4 separate regions of the Drosophila melanogaster genome follow, and all the other regions are linked to region 4. Evidence: chromatin contacts called from public Hi-C and HiChIP or PLAC-seq data. All regions are on one chromosome and are shown on one strand. The core of a region is the stretch at or near the end of the contact, and the rest is flanking DNA. Distances in the headings are between cores, read along the strand shown.

Evidence for each region. Hi-C and Micro-C count contacts between places; a contact is called where the count stands out from the background. HiChIP or PLAC-seq counts read pairs in DNA pulled down with a chosen protein or histone mark.
Region 1: a contact with region 4 is called in a Psq HiChIP or PLAC-seq map of the Kc167 cell line, with 7 times the contacts expected there. The contact joins the promoter of CG9175 here to the promoter of PDZ-GEF in region 4. A contact is called at or near these places in 16 of 107 Hi-C or Micro-C datasets (the Clone 8 cell line, the D17-c3 cell line, the Kc167 cell line and 4 more) and 2 of 6 datasets of contacts at active chromatin or transcription factors (both in the Kc167 cell line).
Region 2: a contact with region 4 is called in a Hi-C map of the S2 cell line, with 4 times the contacts expected there. The contact joins the promoter of WDR79 here to the promoter of PDZ-GEF in region 4. A contact is called at or near these places in 35 of 107 Hi-C or Micro-C datasets (the Clone 8 cell line, the D17-c3 cell line, the Kc167 cell line and 13 more) and 4 of 6 datasets of contacts at active chromatin or transcription factors (the Kc167 cell line and the S2 cell line).
Region 3: a CP190 HiChIP or PLAC-seq map of the Kc167 cell line shows a contact between it and region 4, with 4 times the contacts expected there. The contact joins the promoter of retm here to the promoter of PDZ-GEF in region 4. A contact is called at or near these places in 19 of 107 Hi-C or Micro-C datasets (the Clone 8 cell line, the Kc167 cell line, the ML-DmBG3-c2 cell line and 11 more) and 3 of 6 datasets of contacts at active chromatin or transcription factors (the Kc167 cell line and the S2 cell line).

Annotation. Positions count from the first base shown.
Region 1 is chr2L:6,097,455-6,100,497 of dm6, reverse strand. It overlaps CG9175, which reads left to right and starts at 1,532. Exons shown (of 5, transcript NM_164681.3): 1 at 1,532-1,565; 2 at 1,661-1,942; 3 at 2,007-2,954; 4 at 3,025-3,043. The coding sequence starts at 1,802. stai (stathmin) reads right to left here and starts at 121. Exons shown (of 7, transcript NM_164682.3): 1 at 1-121.
Region 2 is chr2L:6,126,465-6,129,414 of dm6, reverse strand. It overlaps WDR79 (WD repeat domain 79), which reads left to right and starts at 1,640. Exons shown (of 4, transcript NM_001298736.1): 1 at 1,640-1,805; 2 at 1,862-2,513; 3 at 2,572-2,760; 4 at 2,820-2,950. The coding sequence starts at 1,679. It overlaps tctn (tectonic), which reads left to right. Exons shown (of 3, transcript NM_135154.3): 3 at 1-1,543. The coding sequence ends at 1,504. It overlaps B9d2, which reads left to right. Exons shown (of 3, transcript NM_001201775.2): 3 at 1-1,543.
Region 3 is chr2L:6,454,189-6,457,257 of dm6, reverse strand. retm (real-time) reads left to right here and starts at 1,329. Exons shown (of 6, transcript NM_001298743.1): 1 at 1,329-1,723. The coding sequence starts at 1,661. It overlaps frj (farjavit), which reads right to left and starts at 1,206. Exons shown (of 7, transcript NM_205915.3): 1 at 1,050-1,206; 2 at 576-893; 3 at 394-514; 4 at 145-337. The coding sequence starts at 787.
Region 4 is chr2L:6,322,164-6,325,293 of dm6, reverse strand. It overlaps PDZ-GEF (PDZ domain-containing guanine nucleotide exchange factor), which reads right to left and starts at 1,527. Exons shown (of 8, transcript NM_001273197.1): 1 at 1,301-1,527; 2 at 1-121. The coding sequence starts at 26. Ddr (Discoidin domain receptor) reads right to left here. Exons shown (of 17, transcript NM_001298737.1): 17 at 1,828-3,130.

The DNA of each region.
Region 1 (3,043 bases), core at 283-2,782, 220 kb after region 4:
CATTCAAATAACGATAGACACACTGGACACTTTTGAATTGTTAACAGTTAAAATACGGTGCGAGAACTTCGGCAGTTGTTTTTTACAGTTGTGATCGCGTCGGCGAAAATTAAGCGAATGAGCAAGGAAGAAACAGAAAGCAGAGAAGAAAACGAAAGCAGCGACGCGGCGTCGCGATCGGTGAGCACCAGCTGGGCTTTGTTGTTGTTGCTGACCTGGAAGCTGTGCGAGTGGAAAAGAGATGGCGCCAGTGCGTCTTTTGTTTGTTTTCTTTTGTCGGTTATAATTCAAATGACAATTTTGAATTTATTATGTACGCCCAAAAAAGTCTGTTGAATCCCAAAAGTAAGATCCTAAACTTTTCAAATAAATACGAATGAGTGTTGTGACACTTCAAAAGAAACACAAGGACAACGAACTTGATTATGTCTTCCTTTTTGAAGCTTTTTATTCATTTAATAATTATAAATAATATACATACATACGTACATCCACTTGAATCAGGTTAACAATATTGACATATCACTTAAGCCACCTTGACTTCGATAAAAGTGAAATTTGATCAAAGTGCCGGAAAAACTTGTTCACGCACTATGAAAATAATTATAACAAAACTAGTTTAGGTGCGTAGACAGTAGACAGTTTTCACTTTAACGCCCATTTAAATTTAAATACAGCCTATACGATCTATGGCAAAATTGATGAGAAATTTAATTGAAATCTGATAAAGTTATCAACGCAGAGTTGACAAAAGTCAGAAAATAGCAATAAGAAACACCTAATAGAGAATTTAAGATGCTGCAGATTTGAACAATAACTCGTTCAACACGTTTCACACCTTTGTCTGATATATGTACATACATAAATAACTCCCACGTAAAGGAGTATATAAATATGACTTCGGAGTCCCCTTTGTGCCGCCCACCAGCGATTGAAGGTCATTTTGTCACAACAAAGAACCAGGAAGACCACTGCTGAGCTCCACCGCATTAATGACAATCCTGAAATATTATAATTTCTTATTTCACTTGGAAAAAAGAATTCCTTTTTCAAGTTGTTGCAGGGGAGAAATTTGTCTACTTTCTTTTTAATAAAATTTTATTACAAGTACAATTAAGCCTATCTCGTTCTTAAAGGTAGGTACCAGTAGGTACTGGTTATGAGGTGGATCATTGAACATTTCAAACAGGGTACATGGTATATTGTACCTTAAGGTACAAGGTAAAGAAGACAAGCCACGTTATGCAGCGTACTGGGTGCAATATACGCGTTGCAAAATAAATATCGCAATATACTTGAATTCTTATGTATATAAAAATGGTTAACAATTATGTACTTAAAAACATTAAGCTTATTGCGATAATTTTTAAAGTTACCTATCGATTAGAGAACAGCTGTGAATATTTTGATATTTCCAGCTGTTAACATTGCAGCCCATCAGCTGTTTGCTCACGTCACCAGTCTGGCAGCCCTGTTCATCAGCTGAAGACAGCTGACTGCTATGGCACCAATCACCAATCTGCCTATCGATGTATCGATACCTCGCCCTGCCACCGCTATTCAGTGTACGTGGATTTTTAAGACAACTTTCTCAGTCCAAAACACAATAAGAAAATAGTTCCCATGATTAACGTCCACTGAATCGACCCACAATTCCCAGTCAGTTAACAGCCGGAGTGTGCCAGCGGTAGACCCAATTAGATGTGCCTGCCCCGCGGCCAGAGCTGATAAACTCGAGTCAATCACTCAGCCCCAATCCCTCCGCCCCCAGCGTCCGGTCGATTGTGATATATTATTGATAATGGCCCACACCCGCCGTCCCAGCGACGGCCTGCTGGCCCGCGTGAACTTCCCGCTGTACGCCGTGGACATGCTAACCAGCCGCCACATTCTGGTAGCCGGAGGCGGTGGCTCCAGCAAAACGGGAGTGGCGAACGGCTTTGTATGAACTCAGCTCGCTCCGCCGCATTCTTGTGATGTTTCTAATCGACGATTGATCTTTCCAGGAGATCTATGAGCTGTACCACAACGGCAGCCACTTCTGCGCGGAGGAGGTTTTGCGCCATGAGACCGGCGCCAATGTGGTGATGAACTTCGCGGTGCGCAATGGCGGCCGGAGGGGCTATCTGTGCGCCGGCCAGGAGGCGCACTGTCAGATGTACTACGTCCAGCCGCGCGTTCAATCCGAAGAGGATGGGAATGGAAACGGTGTGGGCGTCGGGGACGGCAAGCCTGCTCCGGAGGAACGGCCGCACGAGAACGGCAACGTGCGCCAGCGAAACGCACACTCGGGCGTGGAGCCAGTGGCCAACGGGCACAGGCCACCCCTTTCCACCGCCGACATATTGCGTCAGTTTCGGCGACTGCATTTCGACATCCAGGCGGCGGATGTGATCCAGACGGACTTCCTCAAGGGCGCCGAGCCCCTGCAGCGCGTGGTGCGCATCAGCGGTAATGGCCGTCTGATGGCCACTGGCGGCACGGACGGAAAACTGCGCGTCTGGACGTTCCCCCAGATGACGCTGGCCGCCGAGCTGGCGGCACACAGCAAGGAGATCGATGACCTGGACTTCAGTCCCGACAGCAAGCTAATTGCCAGCATCTCCAAGGATGCACAGGGCTTGGTGTGGGACCTGGCCAGCGGCCAGCTGCAACACAAGCTGCAGTGGAAAACGCCCGAGGGGGCCAAGTACCTGTTCAAACGGTGCCGCTACGGAACCGTGGAGGCGCAAAAGGATAACTACCGCCTCTTTACCATTGCCAATCCGCTGGGCAAGGTGGGAAAGCAGCGTGGCTTCCTGCAGCACTGGGACTGTGCCAGCGGGCAACTGCGTCAGGCTGTGGCCATTGACGAAAGCCTCTCGTCACTGGCAGTGCGGGATGATGGTCGATTCGTGGCCGTCGGCACGATGTTCTCAGGCAGCGTATCCATGTACATTGCATTCAGTCTGCAGGTGAGCAGAGGCAACTAATCAAAGTGTACGTTAATAGTCTTAACTCCAATTCTTTGCTTACGTTTTGCAGCGCGTGCTCCACATTCCCC
Region 2 (2,950 bases), core at 391-2,890, 200 kb after region 4:
GCGCCTGGAGGATTTCCAGTACACCCACGGCTTGCCCACCTGCCAGATCAACGATGGTTGGCTGTGCGTCTTTCGCAGCAACACAAAAGCAACAAAGACGCAGCCGCCGGATATGAATATCGATACCTCGCAGTACAGAAAATGGAAGGATAACTTGGAATACCAAGAATCGGACTACGCACAGTCTCGTCCATCAGCTGGACACTACAAGTTCGGGCAGACCCTGCAGTTGTGGCAACCAGAGACTAAACAATTGGCCACCTTAGAGTTGCCCGCCGCCTACGAAAGTCCCAATTGTCAGCTGAAGCAGTCAGTCTGGCACTTGCAGCCGATCAGGCACGTCTGCAGAATGAAGGATTCCGCCCAGCTGCAGGAGAGCATCTGGAGCCTACTGAACCAGACTTCCAACTACGAGATCCTATCAAAACCCCGCGATCTAGAAGAACCGGAAGTAAACGGGCTGATCGTACAGGTCTGCCTTAGAGGAGCGAATAAGTCAATGCGTTGCTTGGAGCGAGGGAACGACACCCAACTGGATGTTATAGTTGATCATGTGGAGCTGCAACTGATTCACAACTTTACGAATATCCTCGAAGCAAAGCTTTTTCTAGAGGAGGCCAAACTGGCGGAGGACGACAACGAGCCACTTTGGCTTCGCTACAACGTTGAGTTTGTCACTCTGAACGAATCGCTGACCAAGCCCACTTCCGGTCCACTCGGTTACCTATCTGGCGCCCCTGTAATCCTCTCCAGAATGTTACCACAGAACAGCAGCGAGGATAAGCAGCTAATAAGCTATCACAGCCTTAACCAAAATATCAAAGAGTTTCACTGGCTTTCCCTGCCCTCCAGGAAGCCACGAGGAAGCAGCTGCCAACGCGCACTGGACCACAAGGAAGCTCTGCGCTTCGGTATAGACCTCCTTACCCGTTGTGAACTCCGCCACGCGGCTCCCTTGCTCCAGGCACACGCCAACCACACCGAGTACTGCCAGGGCTTGCAGGCCCAGATATGGAGCCTGCTGCTGCCCCACAACTGCACCCAGCTGGAGGATGTGACCAAGGTGTTCGTCTCCCATCTGGGCAGACCGCAGCCGGACAAGTGGCTGCCCATGGAGGTGCGCTACCCGGAGAACGTCCACGAGATGCCACCACCCGTTCAGGCAGTCTACGACGAAATGAGACAGAGCCTGAGCTGTCGGAATATCTTCCTCAGCGTTGGCTACGAGTTCCATGTGGCACATCTGGCTATGGTGGAGGGCAGAGCGCCGCATCAGCGTGTCCTGCAGCACGCACGCCTGGTTCTGGGCCAGCGGCATGACCTGGAATTCGACACCAGCGAGATTGAGGTGGCGCTTCCTCTGAGCATTTCCGCCATGTTCTACCGGATGCAAACAAAAGCGCTGAGCAATGGAGCTGCAGTGGGCATCGCTGGCCATCTAGTGCTGGTGGAAATGATTTATCTAGGGATTATTTATCTAGGATCCATGCAACTTTGCCTCTAGAATAATGTTTGGACGTATGAGATTTTTAGAATAAAAACTAAAAAAGGAATTTTTTATTAAGTTTTTTATGTCTAAAAACTTGTACAGTTGCGAGTTGCATAGATGATGGTTGGCTTGTACCTTAAATCTTTGCTTATATTTATGTTAACACAAAATGTTTTGGAAAAATCCTTAATGATCGAAAATTCGTTTAAAATGGAAATGCACTTTAAAAACCGTTGGCAAGCGGCCAGCTTATTTTTGCGCTATCCTCGCACGGTCACACTGTGCTTGAGCGGTAAAAGTGGCGATATGGACGAATGTAAGTGACGTTTTAAACGAAAGCACGGAAATGAGTAAAACAAATATTTCCCCAAGCGGTCAATTTAAGCACCAGCATGGGCGATGTGGAGGCATCCATGCTGAATCACAACGTGAGCTTCAGCAGCACCATGGTCACGTCCAATGGCGATCTTTCGTTGCCCAAACTGAGCGTGACTCTTTCGGCGGAGGAGATCCTAAAGCTGCGTTCCGGGCGTCCAAAGAACGCCGTTGAATCGCCGCATGCGGGTGTGCCCATGGAGACAAGCCTGGCTGCCGAGGAGGAAGCGAATGGGGATGAGGAAGAGGAAAGCGTGCGGGTCGTCGACATAGAGGACACTTTGGAGCTGACGTCGAATGGCAATGAGGCGAAGCCGGAAGACCAGGAGCTTGCGATTGCTCCCGTCCTCCAGTACTTCCAGGGAGCACTTGTTGAGTTGGGCCGACGCTGCTGGACCTCGTCCACGGAGGCTCAGCACTACACCAAAGGCTGCTACTGGTCCCCGGACGGCACGTGCCTTCTGGTGCCCGTTCACCTAGACGGCATGCACGTTATAGAGATGCCCAGTGACCTCTACTCCGCAGATACGGTGCAGCCGGCACGCTCTCTGACCAAGCTCCAGTCGGAGGTGCACGTGCCCGAGGGCGGAACCGTCTACGACTGCGTCTGGTATCCGCACATGAACAGCCTGCAACCAGAAACCTGCTTGTGAGTTGACAACTCTCTGACGCTCTCCCCAATCTTATACCGTTCCCATTTCACGCAGGTGGCTGGCCACGCGGCAGCACGAACCCATACACATGTGGGATGCCTTCGACGGTTCCCTGCGATGCAGCTACAGTGGGTACGATGCCGTAGACGAAGTAATGGCGGCCATTTCCTTGGCCTTCTCCCATGACGGCGAGCAGATCTATGCGGGATACAAGCGCTGCATCAAGATCTTCGACACCAGCAGGTGAGTCGGCTGCTTATTTTCGTACGCTCATTTAATGCAACTCAAACTCTACTCCGTAGACCCGGACGTTTTTGCGACGATTACCCTGTCAAGTTTGCCATATCCTGCATTGCACAGACCACTGCGCACCCGCACACTCTAACCTGCGGCAACTGGCATGGCTACATCCAGCACTTTGACTTGCGGTGTA
Region 3 (3,069 bases), core at 80-2,579, 130 kb before region 4:
GATGCGGTTGAAATCGATTATAAGCATGTGTGTGTAATGTTTTACAATCAGCAATTGAATTGGACTTTGGTATCTGGTTGTATTGTGACTACATTTTTAGTGCTTGTGGATAGGAAACTAGGTTGAATCTGGTCCAATCTTCACCTGTAAGAACTCCGATGTAGTTGAAGCTGTAGTGCAGGATCTCAGCGGCACTCAGGCTCTGCAATTCCACATCGTAGTCGGTGATCTCGATTGGACTCTCCTGGTGCACATCCCGCTGGTCGTTCTTCTTTTGCTCGTCGTGCGCTTGCAGTCGCTTCCAGGCGGCAGTCTTCTCGAAGGCAATGCCCGAAACCTGCCGATGCAAGGATTACGAGCTAAGTAATGGCAATGAATGGTTATGCAACCCACCTTTAGTGTTAGTATCATTTGTATCATGTTCGTGTGGCCGGGAATGCCGAAGTAGAAGTCGAAAATGCGGAAGAACACCAGGTAGCCAAACATGACCGCAAACGTGACCAGGTGACCCTTGCTGGAAGAGGGAGCAGTGTGGTTATTGGTAATTTTCCACAGGTTCAGGATCACCAACTAACCTCGGGTGCACGAGAAGCACGGCGGCCGTGCCCAGTGCCAGGGAAACAAAGCAGTGCAGACTGTGGAGCCCCGAGACAATGACAACCACAAGAACGCCTAGCCCAGTGGACACCAGCTTGCGCTGGCCCTCGTCCGCGATCTTCTTCACATAGCTGCCGGCTCCGATGCAGCCCAGCAGGCAGATCACATAGATGACGTCGTCGATGCTCATCCTGCAGTGGGTACTCGATCCCCCGGCTATTGATTTTTGATTTGTTTTATCCGCTCCGCAGAGGCAGTGCAGCCAGTGTTGCCACTCCTATGACGGTCACCTATCGCTTAACGGTATTTTCGCGATATTATTTATTGTTTATATCTAATAAATTTAACAAAGATACAATTTAAGTCCCATACAACTGCAGTAACGCAACTGATAATGCATACAAATTACGACAGGTGTCGCTTTAAAAAAGATTCAAATTTCATTGACTTACCGAGAGATGTCGCATGCATAGGTATTCAAAATTATTCCACTGTTCTTTAGCTTTCATCCTCAATTCATTTTCGTTTTTATGGGGCTTGTTTGATTTAAATTTGTCAAGTTTTTGCATATAATACACTCGGTGTGTACGCTTCGCATCAGCTCTCTCAAGCGGCCCTGTGTGAACGGCATATTTCAAGTGCATTGTAATCCCTAGATACAGTAAACCAGCTTCGGTATTCATCGGATATTTTTCCAGGGCGAATGCCACCTAGCGAAAAGCGGTCACACCATTGGCGTCTGTTAATCAAACTCGGAGAAAGGCTTTCTCTGTTTTCCACGGCCAGGCGGTTCTCTAGAACTCCTACGCTAGGAGCCAACGGATACCAGACACAACTCAGTGAAATAAATAGCAGTGGCGTGAACTGTCACGAGCAAAAAAACAAACCCAGCTCGGTATTCCAGTGCCCAAGTTTGGTCACCTTCCCCGCCCCCGCGCGCTCATTATACTGCAACGGAAAAGCGCAGAGTGAAAATTGATTTTTTAAACAGTGCGAACTCCACAATCAGTGCAACGAAAATTTGAAATAAAAAACACGGAACGGACGATTGAAAGGCAGCAAGATGGTGCAAAAATTCCAGTCACCCGTTCGCGTCTACAAATATCCTTTTGAGCTGGTGATGAAGGTGTGTACATTGCATTTTCCCCTCTCCATTTCGTCGTGTGGAGTGGGCGGCCTTATAGGCGTGTCCCACTGCCTGTTTACACATACCCATCAATTTAAGTTTAAATTGTGCATTATGCGATGGCATAGCCACTAATTCACTGCGACTCGCAAAGGGTCGTTGTGTATCGTTGTTTCCGCTCGGACACAGTTGCTTCATTTATTCAAATCCAAGCTGCAGATAAATAAAATTAACCTTGGACAGCAATTCCTCCCCCCGCCCAACATGCTCTCTCTTTCGCAGTTGCGCTCGAAGAGCGAGATAGAGATAGATTCTTTATCCAATTGAATAATACACACTGCATGTACGTGTGCGTGTGTGTGCGTGTGTAAATAGTTTGTCGGTGGGAGGGGGCGGTTTGGTTGAAACGACTTGTTTGTGAATTTTTCATTTATTTTTATTAATCTACTGATTGTTTGCGTCCAGCTTTGCGTTTTAGTCTCATTTATGCCATAGAAATTTGTTCTTTTTTTAATGCTGTTAATTTACATAATGCGCCTTTTTGAATGTATTAACATTTATCGTAAATTATCGAAATTGGGGTTATAAATTTATAAGATAAAAAATGGTTGTCTTTTTTATTGAAGCTTTTCCTCCCTCCTACCTCTGTTTCCTTTGCAAATCATTTTATTTTTTGCCTTTTCACTGACTGATAAGAAAACGAACTGTTTTTTACTTCAAAAGTTTATTTAAGCAACAGAAATCACTTCAAGTGCCGTTTTTTGTACTTAAAATAACTATACAGTCATATATTAGACTAAAAGTGTAGTCCAAACACAAATCACCTAAAATGAAAAGCCTATTATGGTTATTCGATACTTTGAGTGTTTATGTATGTTTTCCCTTGTAGACAGAAGTAAGAAAGCGCTTTTCGTGACAGAAACTCAAAAGTCTCAAATGTCAAAGGTCAAACATTTATTCTACGTACGTCACCGACAGGGGTAATTTAAATTTAAGCAACATTTATGAGCCGCACGATAGGACACCTGTCCACTCGCATGTCCCCAAAGATGCAGGCAAAGTTCCAGCATTTTAGACCATTACCGCCCGCCAGGACAATTAAGAAAGCCTATCTGAATAATTAAGGACACCAGTGCCAACTACACAGTTTGCTAGCTGGGTCTGGGAAAAATATGGATATTGTAAGACATGTCCATGTGAGGTGAGGAGTCGCCACGTGTTGGATGGCTCCCACCGCACACTGAATTATTCAACGTGTGAATATCCACATGAATATCATCATGAATATCCACACAGCGATTTATGACCTTTGCACTAGTAACAAGGACTCGCAACCACTAGATAGA
Region 4 (3,130 bases), core at 278-2,777:
TGTCTGATATGGTGATACGGATCCATGAGGGGTAGCTTTTGCTGTGGATGCTGTCTACAACGACATGCCAACCTTTGCCCCGTTTGATGTGATATGTGATGAGATTAGACTTTATACTTAACTGAAAAGGTTGAGAAAGGACCATGGTTAGAAACAAAAGAATTAGTGTGTAAGTCATCTTATAAGTAAAGGATTCAATACGCTTCTGTTCTTTATAAACCTCTTATTTTATATCAAAATTCCGTACGTCTAAAGAACTGAAATCGGACTTCTAAAACCACAATCAACTTTCTGTAACTTGTTATATCCTCATGATCACGGATATAGATAAAAGCAACAATAGTGGCAACTTTTAAAATTGCCATTTGTTCATTGTTTGCTTTTGTAACCGAAAACAATTGGCCGAGAGATTAGCCATTGTATAGCGTTTGGGCCAATTTGAAGAAAGGGTGGCCCAAATCGCGGATGTAGTGGCATCTGCGGAGCTTTGATTGCGATGCACACGGCGCTCGAAAACAAAGGTTTTCGAAACGAAATTGCTGTGAGAGTTTGTTAGTCAATTCTTATTCGGCTTTTTGTTTGCTGGCCGCGCAGGTTGCTGCTTTTGTTTTTTAATTTTTGTTTTTTTTTTTTTGCTGGGTTTTTTTTGCTGCCCGCACTAACACACTTTCATTTTCCGCCACAACAAACACAATGCTGCCAATAAATTAAGGCAAACAAAAACAATCGGAGAGCGGGCGAAAATTCTCATGGGAGATTGAGTATGCGCTGCCTACGCGTCGGCGGAGTGTGCATGTGTGTGGGAGCCAAAGCTGCTACTGTACGTGAGAGCGATTGCTGAGCGTTTGCATGTGTGTGTGCGAGGGGGCGAGCGACACAGAAAAATAATAACAAAAAATGAAACGAAAATTGTAGGCGACGACATCCGAAGCGCGGATAAGCCATACACAACAATAATAATAGGAGCATTGCAAAATCAAAGCGTAGTAAATAAAACACACTTTGCACCACCCACACAGACAGCAGACGCACTAACACACTCGCACAGCCAGCAGATATGGGCGTGTTTGGTGCAGTTGAATGGTTTTTGCAGCCAGCAAGGGTCCTCCAGTGGCGGGGGGTGGGGAGTTGGTTGGGACTGTGTTTATGCCCCTGCACTTGCTAATTATACGCACTTTTTTTTTAGACGCAAGTAGTTTCCCAGCTGCCCTTTTTGCGTACACTGCTGCATAAAGAGATTCAAGCAGCCTGTGTGTGTATTGGTATTGTGGTGCGCATTGTTGGAATTTCTTTCACTCACACACACAAACACACATCTCGACGAGGAAAAGTGGCTGTTGCACTGCAGTTTTGTGAGCGCTTTTCGCTCTCAGCTGCGTGGCCGAGTGTGTAAGATGGTATTTCGAGTTGCTTTCATTTGGTGAATTAGTTTTTCGATTCGAGGGCGACCGTTTAATTTAGAAAAATTAAGTAGCTGAAAACTAAAAGTCCGACGCGTCTTACAGTGTGACCACACCGCTCAGTGATACCAGGTTTTCTATACTATCTATGACTATCGCTGAATTGCGGTATTTAAATACCGATTGGTTGGTATAGATTGTTCACTAAGTTCCTTTTTAATACGCTAGTGGCGCCACTTCTGTTTCAAAAAATACCCGCTGATCTGGGAATCGGTTATTTCTGCTTTATGTTTTTTAAAACATTTATTTATAGATGGCGCCTTGGTGATTTTTATTATTTTCATACATTACCGTTATCAATTTATAAATTGCAAACTTTTTAAAACAAAGTCAAGTTTGCCCCAGAAAATCGAAATGCTGTGTTTTTAAGGATTTTTCTTTATTTATAATCTAATGCAATTTCTTCCATTTCAAAAAGCGTACAATTCTGAGTTTCATCTTTAGAGTTCTTTTTATTAAACATGATTGTGCTCAACGATTTTCTTTCTTGTCTCTACTTTTTGCTTATTTATATTTTGAGTTACACTGATCTTTAGAAAGGGAAACGTATCGTTTAGTTTATGGTTATGCTAAATTAAAATAATTATATTTATATTTAGTAAAGAATCATTTTAAATATTTGGAATACATGAAAACCATTGAACTCTTAACTGAAATAATGTAAATGTCGTCTATCATGCAAATTTAAAACGAACTTACAACTATGCTTATGATTAAAACTTATTTTCTTAGATCGAGTTGATATAACTGCATATCTTTATTCAGCGAAACCTTTTTAAGCATTTGATAGAATACAAATTAAATAAAATAGATATACGGTTATTAAGACTTTGTACAGCACAAGAAAATAGGAGGGAAAAGGCACAGTAAAAATTTGGTTAAACAAAATACATTTTTGATATGCGTCTAATTGACTTTTGTGTAGACTAGAGATTTAAGAACGAATGTCTGCGATTAGCCTAGGTTTTTAACTCGAACGAGTTTAGATTTGCAGAAATACAAAGCAATTTGCACAATTGTTTTCACACTTCTTTGTTTAAACAGTTATTGTCAAAATTATATGCAGGCTTTAAATATTTTTTTTCCATCGCGATACATCGTCAAAATGCAGTTGTAATTTCCAGGAAAAGGGGCAGCAACGGCAGGTGGACATTATTTAGTTTTTATAAATATAGACTCATTTCACTTTACTCTAGTAAATATGTAAAGCATAATTGATTTGATAGATAGCGTTCAGGTGGAGGAGCGATAGGTACACACATATGTCAATGTTTTCATTTTCGATTCCATTTAATTATCCATTGGATAGAATGCACAAATATTACCATACGGAGTTTTCTACCAATATTATTTACACTTAAACTCTTTCAATGTGTATTATTCGAGGGATTTTATAAGCTATTCACTTGATTGTGTCCTTAGAAGTATAATATTTGTTAGCGATTCCTGTGTTTTACCGTACAAACAGTCGTTACCTCTGATATACATACATATTTGGATAATTTCCGATTGGGCATACCCAGTCGAAGAATGTGTAACGTATTAAATTCGGGGTTTGATTTGCGATTGTTATTCATTAAGTTCTCTACATGCATTTCTCTTTAAAATTACGTTCTTCCCGGATAGCTGTCGAAATTGATAATTGAATTATAACCTGCTAAAATCATGTT